2 separate regions of the Neogale vison genome follow, and region 1 is linked to region 2. A link is a contact called in public Hi-C data. All regions are on one chromosome and are shown on one strand. Each heading gives the region's core, a stretch centred on a gene start, on an enhancer-like site or on the middle of the called end of the contact. The rest is flanking DNA. Distances are from core to core; before and after follow the strand shown. Region 1 holds the start of AP3S1 (AP-3 complex subunit sigma-1). Region 2 holds the start of LOC122917164.

What was found. A called contact is a pair of places that touch in the nucleus more often than the background predicts.
Region 1: a contact with region 2 is called in a Hi-C map of muscle, with 12 times the contacts expected there. The contact joins the promoter of AP3S1 here to the promoter of LOC122917164 in region 2. A contact is called at or near these places in 2 of 3 Hi-C or Micro-C datasets (fibroblasts and muscle).

What each region holds. Positions count from the first base shown.
Region 1 is chr1:170,785,749-170,793,443 of ASM_NN_V1, reverse strand. AP3S1 (AP-3 complex subunit sigma-1) reads right to left here and starts at 1,540. Exons shown (of 6, transcript XM_044263198.1): 1 at 1,359-1,540. The coding sequence starts at 1,427. It overlaps ATG12 (ubiquitin-like protein ATG12), which reads left to right and starts at 1,704. Exons shown (of 5, transcript XM_044263222.1): 1 at 1,704-2,079; 2 at 6,005-6,141. The coding sequence starts at 1,917. It also overlaps the pseudogene LOC122896756.
Region 2 is chr1:170,586,562-170,593,683 of ASM_NN_V1, reverse strand. It overlaps LOC122917164, which reads left to right and starts at 5,679. Exons shown (of 5, transcript XM_044264725.1): 1 at 5,679-6,149. The coding sequence starts at 5,958.

The sequences.
Region 1 (7,695 bases), core at 291-2,790, 200 kb before region 2:
TCACTGTGTCTCTGTCAAATAAATAAATAAATTAAATATTTTAAAAAAAAATCATACCGAACTCAGAAACAACAGCGTTAGTATGAATTACACCATACTAAAACCAAATGGGAACAGAGGAAAATATTCCTTATCACCCACAGAAGCAAAACTACTTAAGGAAATGAGGAATAAGCTCAAGATTTCTCACTTCGGCTAACACCTCCACAGACTGCATTATCATTTTAAGCCAAGTGACATTTTCACATTTCATTTTCAACGGCAGGCATCATTTCCATCTGGGGTTTATATGCACAGAAGTGCTAGCCTTGGCACCATCTCAGTATTTAATTGAAAGTTCATTTCTGACTCTAAGCAGAATGCCCCCACACGACCCAATAGTTAATATCTCTACAGGAATTCTCACACGGACAGCTTCATTTTACGTTTTACCTAGCGGTGAATTTTGCCCTCAGACAGGCACCTACGTCTGTAACCCTCATTACCCACTCCCCTACCCCCCCCTTAAAACCTCCTGCTTTTTCTGCAACACCATTTACACTGCACGGAGAGTTTTAACGAATATGACCAGTCTTCCTAAGTAGAAGGAAAGCTACAGACGAGACCCCATCCCCTTAGGGAGCGAAATGCCAAACCAGCTGCTGCAATGGGAACTTTCAGGTTACGGACCGTCACAGCTGTGACGGGTCAAACGTCGCCGGCTACTGCAGGACCTCCTTCATGGCCACTAGGGGAAAAGCTCCATTTAAAAAAAAAAAAAATGTTCGGTCCTCACTTTTTTTTTCTCTAATGAGGCACCTGAAAGTCACATCGGGCGGCCGAGAGCTGGACCGAGCACCCAGGGGAGACGGTCCAGAGCGAGCGCTCAGGCGAACGCAGGAAGCCCCAAGTTCCTGCGCGACGAGGGGATTACCGGGAAAAACAGGAGCCCATCTGTCCCTGCGAGGAGAGAGAGAAGTCGGCCGGGAGAGGCTGCGAGTCAGGGAGGTGGGGCCCCGAGCTCGGGCGGCGGGCAGGCCGGAGCGCCGGGTGGGTTCGCGGGTGCAGGTGGGCTGCGGCCGCCCGGCCGCCGAGAGCCCCCGGCCCCGGGAAGTCCCCAGGGCCTCGCCCGCGCCTCGGGGAAGCCGCCCAGCCCACAGACCCGCGGAGGAGCCGCCCAGGTAGAGCCACGTCGGAGGACAGGAGCGCGGCGGGAGGTGGGTACCTCGCTCGCCCCGGGCGGGAGGCTGACAGCCCCGGAGCGCGAGGCGGCCGAGGGCGCGCGAAGGGCCGCGGCGCGCCTCAGGGGGTCGCCCTGAAGGCGCTGCCAGCCGCCAACTACTCCCCCTCGCGCGGATCGGCGGCGGCGGGATACTCACGTAGGGCTGGTAGAACTTGGAGAGCCGCGGCTTCCCGTGGTTGTTGAAGATGAGGATCGCCTTGATCATGGCTGAGCCGGGCCGACCGGGTGGGCGCTGTGGGCCAGGGCGGGGGCGGGCGCGCGAGCCTCGCCTCAGGATCTCACCGGCGATCCTTCCCCACCCGCCCCCTCCCGCACGCGCGCGCGCGCGCTCCCGAGCCGCGGGGCGGGGCCTGGGCGGGGCCTGGGCGGAGCCGACGCGAAGGGAAGCGGAAACATCTCCGGTCTCGAGCCCGCTAGTCAGAGAGGCGCCTGCGCACTACGAGGTGCGCGGGTATGTGGTTCGCAGACTTCTTCCGGAGGATTGTTACTGTGCAAAAGCGTAGTTGCGGGACTAGTACTCAGGGCTCTGTGGCATGTTCCACGTAGAGGACCAACTGACAACTCCAACTTTCACCGTTGGGTTGAGTTCCCCCGGCCACCACACCGGAGCCTCTTCAGTGACGCCCCCTGCCGTAAACCCCGCCCCCTGAATACGCTGAGCCACCACTTCCGCCCTCGCCTTCTACTGAGCAAGATGGCTGAGGAGTCGGAGTCGACGCTGCAGCTTCCTCCCTCAACCGCTGCTGAAGGCGAAGGACCTACGGAGGTCTCCCCAGAGACAGCCACTCCGGAGCCCCCTTCTTCCGCTGCGGTCTCCCCGGGGACAGAGGAGCCTGCCGGCGACACCAAGAAAAAAAGTAATTTTGAGAGCAGTTTCTCTCCAGGCAGAGGCGGGAGGTTTAGATTGCGTCCGACTGGGTCCCTGGCGGCCAATAAAGCAGCAAACTTTCGAGGAGGCTGGGCCCAGTGGTGGCTTTTGACCAGTGAGGAGAGAGGAAGTGTGGTTTTCGGCTTTCGGGACCTTTGCGTTGGGTAGCTCTGGGGAGGGCGGTCTCCGGACGCGCCCTGGCGCTGTGGTGTGGGGTCCTTGACCGCCACAGTACTTCCTGTACTGCGTTCCACTCCTCCTTTGAATTGGCCAGACTGCGGGCGGGTTGGAGGTAGGGGCTGAGTGGGATCTCGGGTAGCTCCAGGTGCTTAACAGGGGACGTAATGACTTGATGAATGGCTTAAGGTTAAGTTAGGGATGGTCGGTGGCAAGTCTGGGTTAGAAGAAACGCCTTATCAAGTGCCTGTGAATTCACTCTTTGTACCAAAAACAAATTTTATCAAGTTTGAAGAGTGTCAAGAGAAAAACCAAAGGCATAGGATCTCCTCCTCCTCCGCCCCACCCCAAACGACCCCCAAAGGTTTGGAACCTTTATAAGCGAGTCATTTCATTGCTTGAATTAGTCCTCAAACCCTTCATTGCTTGGGAATTAGTTCGCCGTTGATGGAAAATCCTAAGGAAGTCACTTGGCCTTGAGCATCCTCTGTAGAGTTGCCTTTGAAAAAAATCCTCGCATCAGCGGTAACAGTTCGGATTGGTTCTTTTTTTTTTTTTTTTTTTTTTGTTACAGGGGAAAGCGCGAACGCAGTCCCCCACTACCACAAATTATGCAGTCGAGTTTCCCACATTTGGGGAAATCGCAGGGGTCAGCACATCCGGAGTGGTTGACCCTAGGCCTCAGTTTTTATCAGGCCCGAGTTTTAAAATCTAGGTATGGCATGTTTTCTAGTCCGTGATCTCACAGCCTTTGGATAGAACATCAGTTTCTGCTTCTTTTGGAGAATGGTCTCCTGGTACCCGCTCCGTTTGAAGTCAGACCGGCTCTACATTTGGGGGGAAACACAGTCTTATTTCCCCACGATGCCCTAGTAGAGTAACAGAAACCTGTGATGATTTCTGTAAAGAAGCAGTAGAGTCTTTAAGAAGAATTCCATGTTTCTTTTTTTTTTTCCTCATTTTACTATAAGCAGAAACAAACTTCAAAGGTTTTTTTTTTTGTTTGGTTGTTGGGGGGGGGGACCTAGAGTGGGCTTTGACAGCCTCAGTCAAAAGCTTACTACTTGACCCTGAAGATACCTGAGGAAAACAGAGGGAAAAAAATTAGTGGCCCATAACCCAGATACGGCCTCCGGTTATATGGGCGTGTTTTCTTCGGTCTGCATAGTTTTCTTTTTCTTTAAACCACCATTGAGAAATGGTATTTTCATTTTCTGGCTCTTGGGAGCATTTGATTTCGCCTCTGTGATGAGGAGTTTCTAGCTGTTTCTAGCTGTTGAATATATACCCTGAAGTTGTCCTTTTTTGAGGATCTCTTCTGATGGAAGAAGCTCCAGTATTTCATATGCTCCAGCTTTAGTTTAAGCTACAGAAGAATACAGATTCCTGAAGCTGACCAAGGTTGTTGGTCCTTAGGTACTAATTAGGATTACTTGGGAGAGCTTTTGAACTTACCAGTGCACTACTTCTAGAAGATTCTAAATTAATTGTTGTGGATTCCTGTATTCTTATAAATCTTGATTCTAATATATAGCTATGGTTGAGAACTCTAAGCAAATCACCTTTAGAATTTAAAAAAAGAAAAAAGGTTACAGCTATAACTACTGTAAGTAACTTTCCTAGCTTCTTGCCTTCCCGCTCTTCTTCCTTCAGTAGTATATATAACTCACAATATTTTCTGCCTCACTTTACTGAAATACCCAGTTATAGTTGAGTTATCCCTAGGTCCCAAGGATTAAGGGAGGTATGGAAGCTGAGTCAACCAAAATCTTCTCTGTTATCTCCCAATTCATTTATATTTAACTAACTAAAGTTATAATTATTAAATGGAGAAAGGAAGATAAACTTTAGCTGGAAGATAAATTGTATGTGTCCTGTGTTCTGGGTTCATTCATTCTAGGGGCAAACCTTGAATAAACTGCAGAGACCTGGTGGGAATCTCAAATGTTGAAGACCAAGGAATGAGACAAGGAAGATGTAGTAGGATAGAGTTGACTGTAGGGGGCAGCAGTACACTATTTTGCTTTCAGTGTTAACTCTTAATTGTAGATATCTGGATTTTTTTTTTTTTTTTTAAGATTTTATTTATTTGTCAGAGAGAGCGTGTGCACAAGCAGGGAAGCAGCAGGCAGAGGGAGAAGCAGGCTTCCCGCAGAGCGGGGAGCCCAATGGGGGACTCTATTCCAGCACTCTGGAATCATGACCTAAGCCAAAGACAGAACCCATAACCACCTGAGCCACCCCAGGCATCCCTGTCTAGAAATTGAAACTTGATTTCTCTATCTGAAGTCTTTTGGCTCCTAGTTGTATTTCCTTTTTAATACTTTTTACTAGTTTATTAAGTTTATTGTAGAAAACTTGGTGGTTACAAAAAGCACAAATAAAATCAAGTGATCGTCTCTAATGTCACTACTGAGAAGTAGCATTTTGGTCCATAGTCCTCATTTCTGTGAATATGTGTTTGTGGTGGCTTTAATGAAATTGATATCCTATCGTACATACTGTTTTGTATTTAGTACATTTTGATAACTTTGTCACATTGTTAAGTATGTTTTTATAATGTTTCTCTAGTAGCAGCTTAATAATCTTAGGGTTCAGTAAGTATGAGTTATGAGCTGATACCGTTCTAAGTACTTCTCGTGTATTAACTAATTTAATCTTCACAACCTTGTAAGGTAGATGATATCCTCATTTTACAAATGGAGAAACTGGTACAGGGTGATTAAAAGCTTGTCCTGAGGGCGCCTGGGTGGCTCAGTGGGTTAAGCCGCTGCCTTCGGCTCAGGTCATGATCTCAGGGTCCTGGGATCGAGGCCCGCATCAGGGTCCTGGGATCGAGGCCCGCATCGGGCTCTCTGCTCAGCAGGAAGCCTGCTTCTCTCTCTCTGCCTGCCTCTCCATCTACTTGTGATTTCTCTCTGTCAAATAAATAAATAAAATCTTTAAAAAAAAAAAAAAAAAAAAAGCTTGTCCTGATATATAACCTAGTAAGTGACAGAAGCAGGATTTTGATCCCAGGGAATTTAGAATTTTGTGCTCTACTGTGTTACATAAATTCTATCATAGAATATAATATCCTTTATTTAACCACTCTTCTAAATATCCTTGCTGGGTATTTAGGTTTACCAAGGTTGTTTTCTTGTTTTTTTTCTGTAAAAATAAAGTCTTCAACAAAGGTGAAATCCTTTTAAGTGACTCTTTTCACATCTCATATTTTTCTTAGACTAGATTCCTAGAAGTGTTACTGAGTCAAAGTATATCTTGAAGTATTTGGATATCTATTACCATAATATTCCCCAGAAAGGGTGTACAATTTTGCTTTCCCAACAGTAATACTGTCTACATTGTTGTTATTATAACTTTACTAGTTTGGCCGTTGAAAAAGGACATAACATTATCTTACATATTTTTTCTTATTTTCTTTTGTACTATCTTTTCCTCTTCTATCTTCATGTCTTCTCTTTGGAATTGCCTGTTACATGCAAATGCATTTTAAAGGTCAGTTTCATGGGGAGGTCTTTATGGGACTGTAGGGTCAAGGGGAAAAAATCCACAAAAGCATGATGAGAAAGAATCTTACCTAACATTTGTACATCTTAGACATGCCTCCAGTATCATAAATACATAAACTGTATGTCAATTAAAGGTTTAAGTTTTCTGAAGTCTTTTATATCACATTTACTTTGGATGGCTCAGTGTAATTGCCAGTGTTTTTTGTTTTTTTTTTTCTTTGACAGTTGATGTCCTGTTGAAAGCTGTGGGAGACACCCCTATAATGAAAACAAAGAAGTGGGCTGTAGAGCGAACCCGAACCATTCAAGGACTCATTGACTTCATCAAAAAGTTCCTTAAGCTTGTGGCTTCTGAACAGTTGGTATGAAAGTAACAGTGGTCATTTCCCTACATAAATTCACAGTAGTTCCTAGGCAACTGTGAATAACTGGTGTACACAGAAATGAATATGGAGCCACATATGTTCCTTTAGTAATGTCTATTTCTTTTGTTGATGGAATTTCTGTACTACATCGAATTCTCTGGGGAACTCAGAAATGAAACAATTTTTGGATTTGCTTTTACAGTGCATACTGCTTTTTAACCTACTTTGTTGGGTTTTTGTTTTCCTCAGTCACTGAAAGCTCATGCAGAAAGAGCTCTCAGAATATTAGTACAGAAAAGTTCTGGGTTTTTTAAAATTTGTTTTTTACTATCAGTGTTCCTTCCCAATCTTCTTGAGGTAAGCAGTATATTTTTTGCGATGTCATGGAAGAACTAAGGAAGTTAACCTATTTCATAATACAGTACATGGTAAGCACTTTGTGGTGGCAGTTGTGAGGATAATATTTTAAATGCCACTGGTTTTTGACTTGGTATCTCTCTACAGAATTTTAAATGGCTACATGTATTTTTTTTTTTTTTTTGGTCACATTATAAGTAATATATCAGACACCTTTATCTGCAGATCACAATTGTGGTCTATACTAATGCAGGTAGGAGAAGAAGTAGTTGGTAAATGAAGAATCAGTAAGTGTTTTTAAAATATGAATTAAGATTTGTATGCATTAGTGTTAGTGTTATAGTTGTTTATGAACTTAAGGATACATAAAATGAGTGAATTAATTTATTAAAGTGGTATGTGTTGGAATTTCTTTCTTTTTGTTATTGACGGGGAAGAAACTGACCTAAGAGTTTGACTGTAAGTGACTCTCGTGAAGGTTATAGGTACAAAAGTAAGTGCAGGGTAGGTCAATAAATAGAAGGTGTTTGAGGCAGGAATAGCATAGAGCCAAAGAATCTTCCAGAGGAAGTTACTTTTGCGATCATTTAGAGTGAGAAAAGCGTGTTTTACAAGATTGCCATATAGAATTTAAAGAAATGCCAAGGATACGTGGCAGGTTATAATGTCATTGACATGCTTATGGTAGCTAAAATCACAGGAGCAGAGGACTTGACTAGCATCCAGGACTAAATGGAAACATTAGGGGACTGAGGACACAGACTTGGGAGAAAAGAGCAGAAGCTGTCTGTACAAAGGATACAGCCGAAAGAGTTGGTGAAATAGAAAACTGGAAGAGTACCAAATAATTAAGGCATTACTTTTAGAAATTTCTGAGTAGAAGGTGAAATGATGCCATGTCCCATGTTAGAGTCTTGACTCTTTGTGTTGCCTGTAATCAGTAATCTGAAAACACTTGCTTGATACCAATGTGTATTAGCTTGAACCATGTAAAACGGCCATCAGTCAACCATTATAACAGGTAAAAATAGCAGTTTCATATGGTTCAACTTCAAACCTTTGTAGTGAGTCTGATTAGTTCTTTCCATGGAAGCAATAGGAAACAAATAAAAGTAGAATCATTTTGTCGCTTCCCTTGACTGAAGTAGAACTCATATCTGACTTTCATTTAGCTATACCCCACAGTATTTTAAG
Region 2 (7,122 bases), core at 4,430-6,929:
TACAATACGACCCGAATCCCAATCCTTATTCTCTCATGCTTCAAACTTTTCAGGGTTTCTTTGCTGCGCTGGGAAAACATCCAAATATAATCACATGGCTTTCCAGAAGTTTTGTGATCCATTCACACTAACCACTTTTACCTAATGTGCTAGGACTGCAAATCCCCCAGGAGAAAGGAACGGGGCGGGTTTTGTGCCTGGGCAGAAATATTACAAAGGCTGCAGCACCCCCTGGCGGCCCGCTTCGAGTTGGTGTGGCTGAAGACTAAAAGATCGAAGGGGAGTAGGGACGCGCAGAGCCCTGCGTGTGCACAGTGACACCTGTGCGCTTCCAGGTAGAAGGCGTCTTCCACCATTCCTTCCCACATATGGGGTAGAAGGCAAAACTGATGTTCTCAAGGAAGGTGGTGTGTTCATGACTGTCTTCAATTTCAATTTTTCGAAACACAAAAACATTTTCCCTGTGTATTTAAAATATCGCGCCCTAAGAGTGGGCTCCAAACGTAAATCTTAACTCTACAATGTGGAGAAACGTCTCCGAAGAGGGGAAAACCTGGCCCTGGCTTCTGTGCTTTCTGATCGCTGACAGTAAGGTGGAGCGGATTTCTGGCCTCCAGGCGGTCCGTCATTGCATCTCCCCTGGGGAGAGCCTTCTGATCTACCCATTTAATTTATTTAATTTATTTTTTTTAATTTTTTTAAAAGATTTTATTTATTTATTTGACAGAGAGAGATCACAAGTAGGCAGAGAGGCAGGCAGAGAGAGAGAGAGGAGGAAGCAGGCTCCCTGCTGAGCAGAGAGCCCGATGCGGGACTCGATCCCAGGACCCTGAGATCATGACCTGAGCCGAAGGCAGCGGCTTAACCCACTGAGCCACCCAGGCGTCATTGCATCTCCCCTGGGGAGAGACTTCTGATCTACCCATTTATTTTAGAGAGAGAGAGAGAGAGGCAGTGAGTGACAGGGTGGGGGCAGAGGGAGAGGAAGAGAGAAACTTTAGCAGACCCTGTGCTGAAGAGAGACTTCTGAAGACTAGTGGCTTCTGAGTGTCTGCCCTTTTCTTGAGATACACAGGAGACTTGTGTGATTGGCCAACATCAGGGTTTCCTTGCAGGTGAGTTCTTACCTATCAAGTAGGCAGTCACTGGCAGCAACATTCTGAAGAGGGCACACCAATTTATTCTATAGATTTAGTGCCGCCTTGGAAAAATTATACGCTGTATACAATCCTGGCAGATTTGGGAACTCCCAAGAGTCCGGCTGTGCGTCCTTGGGGACAAATCTGTAGCTATCTCTTCAGATAGATTAAGGAACAGTAAAGAATAACAGATTAATGTCCTCTTCCAAGTCTTTACTGGGGAGCCATCTGTGGGGAGCTGGGCAAAAATGTAGTAATCCCTCAGTTTCTGAATTCTCACCATCTGAGGACTGCAGACAATTTTACTCCAAGTTCACTCTAAATCAAAGCCCACTCTAATGAATCTGCAGGTACCTGTCAACCAAAATATGTATTTTAGGGATGCCTGGGTGGCTCAGTCAGTTACACATCTGCCTTCAGCTCATGTCATGATCCCAGGGTCCTGGGATGGAACCCCACATCAGGCTCCCTGCTCAGTGGGGAGCCTGCTTCTCCCTGTCCCACTCCCCCTTCTTGTATTCCCTCTCTCTATATATCAAATAAATAAATCCTTATTTATGTGGTTTGTCCATTATGGGCATCAGCTTTGGATTATTAATGGCTATGGAATGAATGTTTCTGTGCCTCGCTGCCTGGCCCCATCAAAAAAAATGCTTATGTTGAAATCCTAACCTCCAAAAGTGATGATATTAGGAAGTCGAGCCTTTGGTAAGTGATTAGGTCTTGAGGGTAAAGGCCACATGAATGAGATCAATACTCCCATCCAACAGACCTCACAGAGCTCCCTTGCCCATTCCTCCATGTGAGGACACAGCGAGAAAGAAGCACGGGCTATATACAGGAAGAGGGCCTATGCCAGAAGACAACAGGCTGTAACCCTGATTTTGAACTTCCTACCCTCCAGAACTATGAGAAATAAATTTCTGTTGTTTATAAGTTTGTTGTATTTTATTACAGCAACCCAAAAGACTAGGACATTAACTAAAAATGTCTTCTGAGAAATTGATCCTGCTGGTTAGTTGCTGGCTAACAACATTTCAGGGGAAGAGATCATCTCAAAGTCAAAAGTAACAGATATCGCTAAGGTGAGAGTCCTGTAAATACACATGTAAATATAAATATAGATACACTATAATTATATAGGGAAGATGTGTAAGAACGTAAAGTTCTGGTTCACCTTAATGCTCACTGTTGGTCAGCAAAAAGAGGAAGGGGAAGGAGAGTAAATACTCAGTGCCAAATGTTTAAAAGATACTTTAGGTCACGCACAGGAAATGATTGTTTGTGTCAGTGACAGTGATCGCGACATGAGCAGAAGCATCACATCAAAACTGCATTTCCAGGCATGATTTTGTTCCTGGGAACTGCCTAGCAGGAAGATAAGGAAACGCTAGCCATTTTGAGGAGCTGTTTTATTGGCTGTTTGGGGTTTCGTCCTAGTGTTTCAGGCAGCGCTTTTCAGTCACTGACTCAGCCTTAATTGCCAAGTTGAGAAGACTAACTATTCCTTGAGTTTCGACCCAGATAAACCTCCAGCAGGCACCTACTGCCCACTTCACTGTTCACTAGCCTATTCTCACTCAAGCCTCACCAGTTGCCAGACCTCCACCAAGACCATAGTCCCTCTTCCCTCCCACCCACAAACCTCCCTGGGGCGGTTAGAAAGTAGCTATTTTTTAATTTCCTCGCTTTATCCAATTTTCTTTTCCTACGTGTTATTACATATCTTCAACAGAGTATGTCCTTTCTTGACCTTGCAGTGCACCGTTCATTGCCTTGTAAAAGGAAAGCACAATCCATATCCGATATCTTATAGTCTCCTTGAGTGCTGCATACAAACATACTGTTCTTGAGCTCAGGAACTGTCAAATAACTGAACAATAAGTATTTTATTATTTTTTAAATATTTTATGTATTTATTTGACACACAGAGAGAGATCACAAGTAGGCAGAGAAGCAGGCAGGAGAGAGGGAGGAAGCAGGCTCCCTGTTGAGCAGAGAGCCCAATGCAGGGGCTCCATCCCAGGATCCTGAGATCATGACCTGAGCCGAAGGCAGAGGCTTTAACCCACTGAGCCACCCAGGCGCCCCAACAATAAGTTTTTTAAATGCTTCAGTCATGCACTTAATAAATCGTCACAGGAGTTGAAAAGCGATGTTACTGATATGTAGGAAACTTGGCCGCATTTTTCATATGGACAAGGCATGAATGAGTATTTTTCCCATTTAAAATACTAGCACAGGGACGCATGGGTGGCTCAGTCTGTTAAGCGTCTGCCTTTGGCTTGGGTTATGATCCCAGGATCCTTGGATTGAGTCCAATGTTGGGCTCCTTGCTCTGCCAGGAGCCTGCTTCTCCCTCTGCCTGCTGCTCCCCCTCCTTGTGCTCTCTCTCTCTCTCTGACAAATAAATAAAATCTTTTTTAAAAAAAAATAACTTTTTAAAAATGGTAGTCTTTTAAAGGACAATTGTACAGAGTTTCTACTGCATTCCAAGCAAATCTCTCATTTGGTTCCTTCTGGAGACTCTGAGAGAGAAAGTTCCAGGCCTTTCTCCTAGCTGCTGGTAGCTGTGGGCAATTCTTGGCATCCCTTGGCTTGTAGACCTATCACTCCAATCTCTGGTTTTGACTTCACATGGCCTTCTCCCTGTGTGTGTGTGTGTGTGTGTGTGTGTGTGTGTGTGTCTAATGTCCCTCTCTTTTCTTTTATAAGGACACCAGTTACTGGATTTAGGGACATTCCAAGATCCAGGGTGATCTCAACTCGAGATCCTTAATTACTTCTGCAAAAACACCCTGTTTCCAAGTAAGGTCTAATTCACTGGGATGTGGAGTTAGGACTCAGATATATGTTTTTAGGGGACACAATTCAACCTGCTATCCATGTCAACACAAATAACACATTTTAAATGAAAAATAGCCATATGTTCTGAGTAAAAATTTAGTGGTGAGTGATATTGCTGCTTATTTTTGTAAATCTTTTTAATATCAGGATTCATGAGCTAAGTGCTCATCTGCTTTTTTACTTTCAATCCATTATTTTGTTGTTTCGGTTGAGATACATGGTGAATAAAAAGCCTCCACTCAGAGAATCTTAGACCCTACTGGGAGGGTTTCAGAGGCTCCCAGGGGCCTTTGGGGCACACTATGAGAAGCACTCTCTCAGGTATACACTTTAAAATATATGCAAAGTGGAATTTCTAGGCATATGTATGTATCTCCTGCTTTCCTAGGTAATGCCACACTCTTCATGGTTTGTATCACTTTACACATGACTAGCAGTGTTTGAGGGATCTTCTTGCTCAACATTGCTGCTCACCAACCTCTGATATTGTTACACTTTAGAAGCAGGTGAGTGGGAGGGGCGCCTGGGTGGCTTAGTCCAGTCAGGCATCTGCTATAAGCTCAGCCCCTGATCCCATCAGGCTCTCTGCTCCCTGGAAAGCCTGCTTCTCTCTCCCTCTGCTGCTCCTCCAGCTTGTTCTCTCTCTCTCTCTCTCTCTCTCTCTCTCTCTCTGTGTCCAATGAATAAACAAAATGTCAAAAGAAAAGAAAAGAAAATAGAACCCATGTTTCCTACTTTGAAATTCATTCTTTCTTCCTCTCAAGGCGCAACCAGTGCTCACCAAGGTGCATTCTCCTCCAGATCTTATCTCCTTGGGGGTCCTCTCCCCACTGCCGAGGCTTTGGGCACCACAGGCCAGTGGAGGTCCTGCATCTCCCTCCTTACCAACACCCCCCACCCGCACCCAGCCTCTTCCTCCACCTCCCTCCCTTCCCTGCCTGGCTCCTACCCACCTCACCCTATTTACTTCTCATAAAGCCCTCTACCACCTTCTGCTGATCATCTTCGAGTGCGTGAGCCTCACCATGGTCATTTCTTTAAAAGTGGCATGATCCCTAAGATGTGTTCATATGCACAAGAAAATGTATAATTTAAGAAATCAACACGTTTGTTACTATTACCTACAGTTTTTTTTTTTAAAGCACTCCAGCACAAACCAGGCTGTGACCATAGGCAAGTTACTCAACTTTTTGGATCCTCAATTTACTCATCACGAAAATAGGTGACATCACACCTGACTGGCAGAAGGACTTGTGTAATACTCTTGGCACGGTGCCTGATAAGGAGCGCTCAAATGACGTTTATTTTTATTTAACAAAAGCTTATTGAGTGCTTAGAATACCAAAAAGTAAGGTACTCTCTGCAAGTACTGAAGCCCTGTAATAATGCTGTGGATAAGGCAGTACTGTCTTCATTGTACAGATGTGAACGCTGAAGCAGAGCCGTTGACGTGGTACCTGCAGGCGGCACGCCCCACCTAGACACCGGAGCGACACACCCTTCTCTCTGGCCCCGCCCCGCCACGTTCAGCACGATGGCCCCGCCCCTCGCCTCCGCAGCCGGCGGCAGCGAAGCCGACGTCTCGCGAGCTTCCACGTACACACTCCAACGCCTCTCCGCCTCTGAGCGGGGAGAGCACATCCGGGTTGCTGGAGCAGGTGCCTCAGGCCCCGCCCCCTTTTTCCAGGCGCTCGCGCTACTTCCGGCCATCTCAGGCCTTTTCCGCCGGTGCCGTACCGGCCTTATCTCCGCTCTGTAGGTCGTTCCCGGCGCCAGGCCCCGGTCCCTGCGCACCGCTCGCCGGCACCCAGCGGCTCGCTCCTCCTCCCGAATCTCTCCGAGGCTCGGAGCGACTCTGCCGTGCGTCTTCGCGGGCCGCCCGGGCCGAGGCCTGCCGCGCGCGGCGAGTCGGCGCCCACCTGACCCCTCGTCCCCCCGCAGCTCCGTTGAGGCCGCCGCCGTCGCCTCGGGATGCCGGGGCCGGGGTCCGCGCAGCGCTGGACGGCCGCCGCGGGCCGTTGGGGCTGCAGGCTGCTCGCGCTGCTGCTGCTGGTGCCGGGGCCCGGCGGCGCCTCCGAGATCACCTTCGAGCTGCCGGACAATGCCAAGCAGTGCTTCTACGAGGACATCACGCAGGGCACCAAGTGCACCCTCGAGTTCCAGGTACTCCGTGCTCTCGAAGTCCAGGGGCCTCAGCTCGCGGTTCCGGGGTCGGGGCTGCAGCCTGCTTGCTGCCTCCCTCCTGCCGTGGTTTTTCCGTTCTTTGGCCGAGTCAGGACTCACCCCTAGGTAGCCGGTGCGGGGCATTGGCCTTTCCTGTTCTAAACCTGGGGCGAGAGCCATTTTAGACCAGATAGGAAGATGCGTGGATTCCAGAAATGCTTCTTGTAGCTGTGACTTGCCCTTCCATGCTCCGGTGGCCTGCCTTTCAACGCCCATCGAACTTCCCTCCTTGAAAGACTCTCTTTTCTTAAGAAAAAGTTCTTCCTGTTCTGTGGTGCTCAGTGTCCCGTCCCCTGCTCTCCCTGACCCGCACCTCCACTTTAATCAGATTTGAAGGACTGCCAGTATCTTTTCCCACTGATGTTACTAGGACTCTAGGTGAATTCTGCCCCCTGTCATGGGAAGAGCTCCATGGGAGGCCGGGTGAGCACCTGCCAAAGGTGTAGAACGAAGAGGTGTGATCAGTGAGAGGCCCCTTTTTGTCTTTGGGATTTTATAGAAAACGGACGTTAATTCACAGAATGTAGTTTATTAAGTTTGTTACAATAGTCTTTATTTCTGTTTTCCTTGGTAGGCTGACGTAACATATGAGTAGCTGTTGAGTGGTAGGTGCTGGTGATTACAGAAGTGGTTCAAAAAGCTTGGGTCACTGCCATCATTCTTGATTCCCTACCCATCCTATCCACCCCCCCATCCTACGCTTTTCTTAGTAATTGCTCATTCATCAAGACTCTGCTAAAAAAAAAAAAAAAGACTCTGCTTTAAGAGCAGAAAATAGGAGATTAAATGATCTATCTTTGGGAGCGAGGAGGGCTTCCTTTAGGAAGTGATTTTAAGCTCAAGTCTAAAGGATTAGTTGTACATACTCTGGTATGTACCAAGAGTGACTGGGTCTTTGAGGACCACTGAGAGA